2 separate regions of the Zea mays genome follow, and region 1 is linked to region 2. A link is a contact called in public Hi-C data. All regions are on one chromosome and are shown on one strand. The core of a region is the stretch at or near the end of the contact, and the rest is flanking DNA. Distances in the headings are between cores, read along the strand shown. Region 1 overlaps LOC103626578 (pentatricopeptide repeat-containing protein At4g04790, mitochondrial). Region 2 holds the start of LOC111274020.

The links. A called contact is a pair of places that touch in the nucleus more often than the background predicts.
Region 1: a contact with region 2 is called in a Hi-C map of ear, with 5 times the contacts expected there. The contact joins the enhancer-like site here to the promoter of LOC111274020 in region 2. A contact is called at or near these places in 12 of 25 Hi-C or Micro-C datasets (bundle sheath, ear, endosperm and 3 more).

What each region holds. Positions count from the first base shown.
Region 1 is chr5:77,141,136-77,143,835 of Zm-B73-REFERENCE-NAM-5.0, forward strand. It overlaps LOC103626578 (pentatricopeptide repeat-containing protein At4g04790, mitochondrial), which reads right to left. Exons shown (of 16, transcript XM_020538417.2): 15 at 2,285-2,499; 16 at 1,757-2,151. The coding sequence ends at 1,950. Among protein-coding and RNA genes, the nearest start is that of LOC103626578, 37 kb to the right of the region's middle. Within about 2 kb of position 1,371, at least 10 of the 20 cell types and tissues checked have an H3K27ac peak or open chromatin away from gene starts, as enhancers often do. A contact at or near this core is called in ear, leaf and seedling, where this site is marked.
Region 2 is chr5:76,973,640-76,976,380 of Zm-B73-REFERENCE-NAM-5.0, forward strand. It overlaps LOC111274020, which reads right to left and starts at 1,444. Exons shown (of 1, transcript NM_001357151.1): 1 at 1-1,444. The coding sequence starts at 475.

The sequences.
Region 1 (2,700 bases), core at 121-2,620, 170 kb after region 2:
GATGTTGCAATGGATGAACGCCTAGAGCGATGTGTCATATTTAGAATATGTACTATTGCAACTATATTATCCCCTAAGTCATATTTAAGGACATGTTATTTGCTTTGCACAACTATGTATAAATTATGGTGTAACATAGAAAATGATAGCACTCCAACCTCATCCATTCTCGTTATTCTAGATGAACAATGAGACATATATCTTGAAGAATATGCTTGAGTTATGAGGGATAACGACTTTGATAGATGTCATCGTCAGGGAGAGCGAATGCTTATATTGATCACAATCGTGAGACAATAAATGTCATATTCTATGCCCTGAAGGCGTGAGCTTGATGATTAATATGTGAACCTTTATGAAAGTTTCTATCAAATATAAAGATCCAGTCGATCGAACATCATCAGTCAAAGTGGCTTATTTATATTGATACGTGCACTTACCTCGTATATCCTAGAAGTGAGTAGAGGTAAAGTTCCTGAAATAGTCCTTGCAAGGATATGCAATCCGTTTGCTAAATCTTTATGTGCATATACTTACAGAAGATGTTTTGCCTTATTGATGCGGTTTTGCAAGTATCAGGGGGAGCACATTTCTAAAGTTAGCCCTTGTAGAAGATTCGATAGAATCTAGATCCCAGAGGATCAAAATCTGTCACGATGACAGCTGTTGTACTCTTTTCCCTTGGTGAGTTTTCTTGAAGTTTCTTACATGAGGTTTTTAACAAGGCAACAAAGTACAAATGCAATTTGTATCACCATGCACTCTTTCTCCACATTTTTTCCACTGGGTTTTTCGGAGTTTTAACGAGGCATGTGATGGTCGCGGTATTCGCCCAAGGGGGAGTGTTAAATAACCCTAGTTAGGATTATGTGGGCAAATACCGAGTTTGCCCCTAAGGGGTCTCACATCTCTATATAAGGAACATGTACACCACTTCATATTACAGAGAAGAGAAAGAGGACAGAGACCCAACACTATACCTTGTGTCTCGTGTGTTTCTATGTCGTGCTTATGGAAAGGGAAACGGGTCTTCTACAACTTCTCGCGTCTAATCTGCTGACGGGAGGAAAGGGAGTGGATCTTGTGATCCGTGGTAACATAGTTCTCATGAGCCGGGGCGTCGCGGAGATGACATCGAGAGAACGAATACAAATGTCTGTTGGATGATGGGCTTCTAAACATACAGATGGACAAAACCAAGAAAAATATCTGTGTGGGCTTTATCTCCAGAGAAAAAGGCCGGAAAACTGGTGAAATTTTGGGCTGCCAAACCAGCCCTAAGAAATGGAACTGATCAGCAGATCTTTTCCTGGTAGGTGATGCACGGAAGGGGGAGGGCCTTGTGGAGGCAAGGCAATGCTACCCTTGTTTCACCGTGACCAAACTCCTGTGTTGTGCTCACATGGACAGCACTATGACAAGGCTAAGGCCATTAAGCCGAGTGGGTCTGTCTGACAGGAATGGTGGCCTGTGGTCACCAAAGGGGCATCAAATATGGCTAGTGGTCTCATGATCTCTTTGCAATCCCTTGGATGTACGATTGCTTGTTTCGAGCTAGAAACAGTAACATATGTAGCAACTCCACACAGTGCAAAACAAAAAAGAAAACAGATGAGCAACTAATGGAAGGATTTTGTTAAGAGAAGCTGATTACGAAGGGCAGGGTCTTTATCTGTTCGGCTACAATTTAGAATTCCCTTGTCCTTTAAGCCTATAGGTGAAGGCTTCATATTGACCATGATATGCACACAAAAAATAAAATCAGAAAATCTCCATGGCTCCACCAATTGCTTAAGATATAATCCGATGTTAGCAATGATCACCCTAGTCTCTAAGATCCAAAGCGATAGGAGTTAACAAGTACGAGCGAATTTCCCAGAACAAAAGAATTGATTTCATCCCGTTTCAGTATTTCACTGCAACGGAAGTGGTAAAAGTAAATAGACCTCTTACCCCTCATTAGTAGGTTTTGATCTAGCTCTTCCTTTGGAACTTAACCTAACTGTAGCAGAAGGCTTGAAGTCTTTACTGCAGTATGTCGCACGACAAGCATATGTTATGTAGCGCACGTGAGCATCTTCCTTTTGTATCTTTTTCAACAACTTCTTAGCCGCCTTACGTCCCCCAGATGAAAGAAAAGCTTGATACATCCTGAAGAGGCATAAATGTAATAAATAACACATAAAGCAAAATCTTACACGGCTCCACGGTAAAAATCATCCATAAATGAACAATTATGCAGAAAATGCTTTATTAATTCTTGGCTTATGTAAAAGAATTCAACCTCAAGGAACTCAGCACGTTGTGTGGAAGACCAGCAGATTCGTATTCTGTCCAGATCTGTTGGGCACGTCGCAAATCCTTTGCTTTTACACATGCGCTGAGAAGAAAGTCAAGGCTTGTCCGAGAAACATTAAGTCCAAGCTCTTTGACAGCATCAAGAAACACCATTCCAAAATCCAAATTTGTGGTCTCCATGTCCCATATTTGGCAAAAAACCTTTAAAACCGTTCAATCAAGTAAGCGAAGCTACAATTATAAACCAAAAGAAGGGAAATATGTTTCGGAACATTTAATACACCCTTTAGAAAAATAATTCAGAGGGATCTGCATTACCAATAAACACAGCAGTACAATTAGATTGTTGACTAAAACATAAAAATGAGTATCACTCATAGTGTCAACATAATTCAAATGGAA
Region 2 (2,741 bases), core at 194-2,693:
ATCTGAGGAGGTCGTCCAGGGCGGTGGCGCCGTCGAAGGCGAGGCAGGGGTCGGAGGAAGCGGCGGCGGCGGCGGCGGCTGTGAGGGAGACGGCGACGGCGCCGACGGCGTTGGTGTTCATGCAGGCGAGGATGTCGTTGAGGGAGCCGAGGCGCGCGGCGAGCTCGGCGGTCTGGGTGCGGAGGACGGCGTTCTCGGCGTCCACGGCGAGGAGGCCCTGCGCGGTGAGGCCGAGCGCGGTGGCCACGTGCGCGTTCTCGCGGCGCAGGTGCGCCGCCTGCGCGGTCAGCTCGTCGAGGTGGCGCTGCTTGCGCATCCGCGACCGCCGCGCGGACTCGCGGTTGGACAGCATCCGCTTCGCGCGGCGCTGCTCCATGAGCGCGCGCAGCTCCTCCTCCGTGCCCGCCGCGGCGGCCAGGGCCGCCGTTGCCGCCGAGAGGGAGCCCGAGCTCCCGCTCCCGCTGGAGGAAGCCATTCTTGCAAGAGACAAAAGAGACAGAGCAGCTCTCTGCTTCTTGATCCCTGGCTCGCTTACTTACTAGAAGCACACACTACCACACCACACTAGCAGAGATCAAAGCCGTCTTTTTTCTCGGCCTCGAAATTTTCTTTCTTTCTTCTTCTTTCGTAACTTAATTGACACTAGTAATAAAGGTCTTTGCTAGCAGCAGTAGGGAAGTGCATGCAAGCTAAAGAAGGTTTAGGGAACGACTGAAACGGCGACGACGAAGGCAGAGACTGACACGGAGAGAAGAGGAGGACGGTAGATGCTACTAGATGGAAGGGAAAGAGGAGGAGGAGGAGTGGGAGAGAAGGGGCGTGGCTATGATGGGGGCGAGTAGTTCATGAGAAGACATAGAACCAGTAGAGGAAGACGACGGAGAAGGACTGGACCAGGTGGGTGCGGCGCCGGAGTGTGGAGTTGATCATAAACCCCGAGAGGAGGATCTCACTGATCACAGGCGACATCAATGAGGAACTCTAGGACGAACGGCAGCATGTGCTTCCCTCGCTGTTGGCTCCGATTGGCACTCCCAATCGGAGCAACCGGCCTGCGCGGCGGGTTTTGCGGCGGCGAGGCCGGAGGACACAGGTGGGGGAGGCCGGGAGGGTGCCGGCTGGCAAGGCGGGTGTGTGTCCGTGGACGGAGGCGGGGGTATGGCGATGGCGATCGGGCGGGGCTGGGTGGGTGGCTTTATAAAGCGGCCGGCCGGCCGGAGCTGACGAGCAGCGCGCCGCGCGCACCCGATTCGGTCGGTGGTGGTGGTGGTGGTGGCCGGTGGCTAGCTAGTGTAGGTGCTGTGCTGGGCTCCCCCCGCGCGCGCTCTCTCTCTGTCTGTCACTGTGCCTCTCGCTCCTCCTCCTCCTGCCCGTGGGAGAGATGCTGGCGCATCTGCGGCTGACGAAGGAAGATGTGAGGAAGGAGAGGGAGGGGGCCAGGGGGGGTTGGCGCAGCGGCGACGCGGGGATTTATAGCCGCTGGGAATGGAGAGGTGGGAATCAAAAGGCTGAAGAGAGAGAGGTTTGCTAGACGGGACGGCGGAATCCGTTTCCGAGGATGAGCAGAGGGAGTCGAACGGGAACGGGAATCGGGCCGGGACTCGGGATCCAGGCGTGTCGCTGTAGCAGCACAAGTGAACAACACAACAGCGAGATTCTGATTCCTGTTCCAGGACGATGATCGTGGTGGGCGGCGGGAAAGGCAGCCCCCGGTTGGCATGCAGTCGAGGTGCAGGTGTAGGTGCAGGTGCAGGTGAAGGTGCAGGCGCAGGCGGTGGTGAATGGTGATGGACTGATGGTGAGATCTAGAGACCGAGCATAGCAACGGCAGCAAAATGCAAAACCACCTCTCCTCCACCGCTTGGTCTATTATTTTTTTTTGAAAAAGGACACGGCAAGAGTATTGCCATGACCAAAAATTTATTAGAAAGAGACACTTACAAACACCGGAAAGGAAAAGAAAAAACAACACTAGGGTAGAGGAGGGCAAAGAAAAGAAAAGAAGCACTAGCAAAACAGCCCACTAGAAACCCAACACGTCACACAAACAAAACGCTAAAACGCTAAAACTAACTAGAAGCTCTTTACGGGTTGAAATCTTCTTTGACGAAGTTGGCCACTTCTCGCTCGCTCTTCTCAAGACCATGAAAGATTCTTTGATAGAAAAAACTACCACTTTGATCTTTTTTACACATCAAACACACTCGTACATGCACCTTTAGATCTTGTTCAGTTGCACATGGTTCAAAAGTGATTGAGAATGCATTCGGTTCTTAATGATTGGACCCGAACTCTTTTCCACGTGATCAAAGTTTATATAAATTAGAGAAATAAACCGGCTAAAAAAAGTTACATGTCTTTATTTTGGAAAAACGAAGGGCCCTAGAGAGGGTTAAATCTCCTTTATTACGAACATTTTTATTTGTTTAACTAAAGATACTTTATAATTATATGCTTCTTTCATTCTTTAAAAAATAAAAAAACATTTTCTTCTCATTTCCCCTTCCCCTGTAGTAATAAAAAAATGGTAGATGAGCGTTGCAGAAGCACTGAGATCGATAGATGCTGCCGACTGCCGTGCGCGTGCAGGGAGGACGCAGCGGTGCAGAGCTGGCCGTGCGCGCACGTGCGGACGCGGACGGCCAGCGTGACCGGTGACGGCGTTACATTCCTGCTCTGCCGTCAGCGGTCAGCTCCGTCCGTCCGGCAAAGCTCCCTCTGCAGTCTGCAAGGTCGGCGGG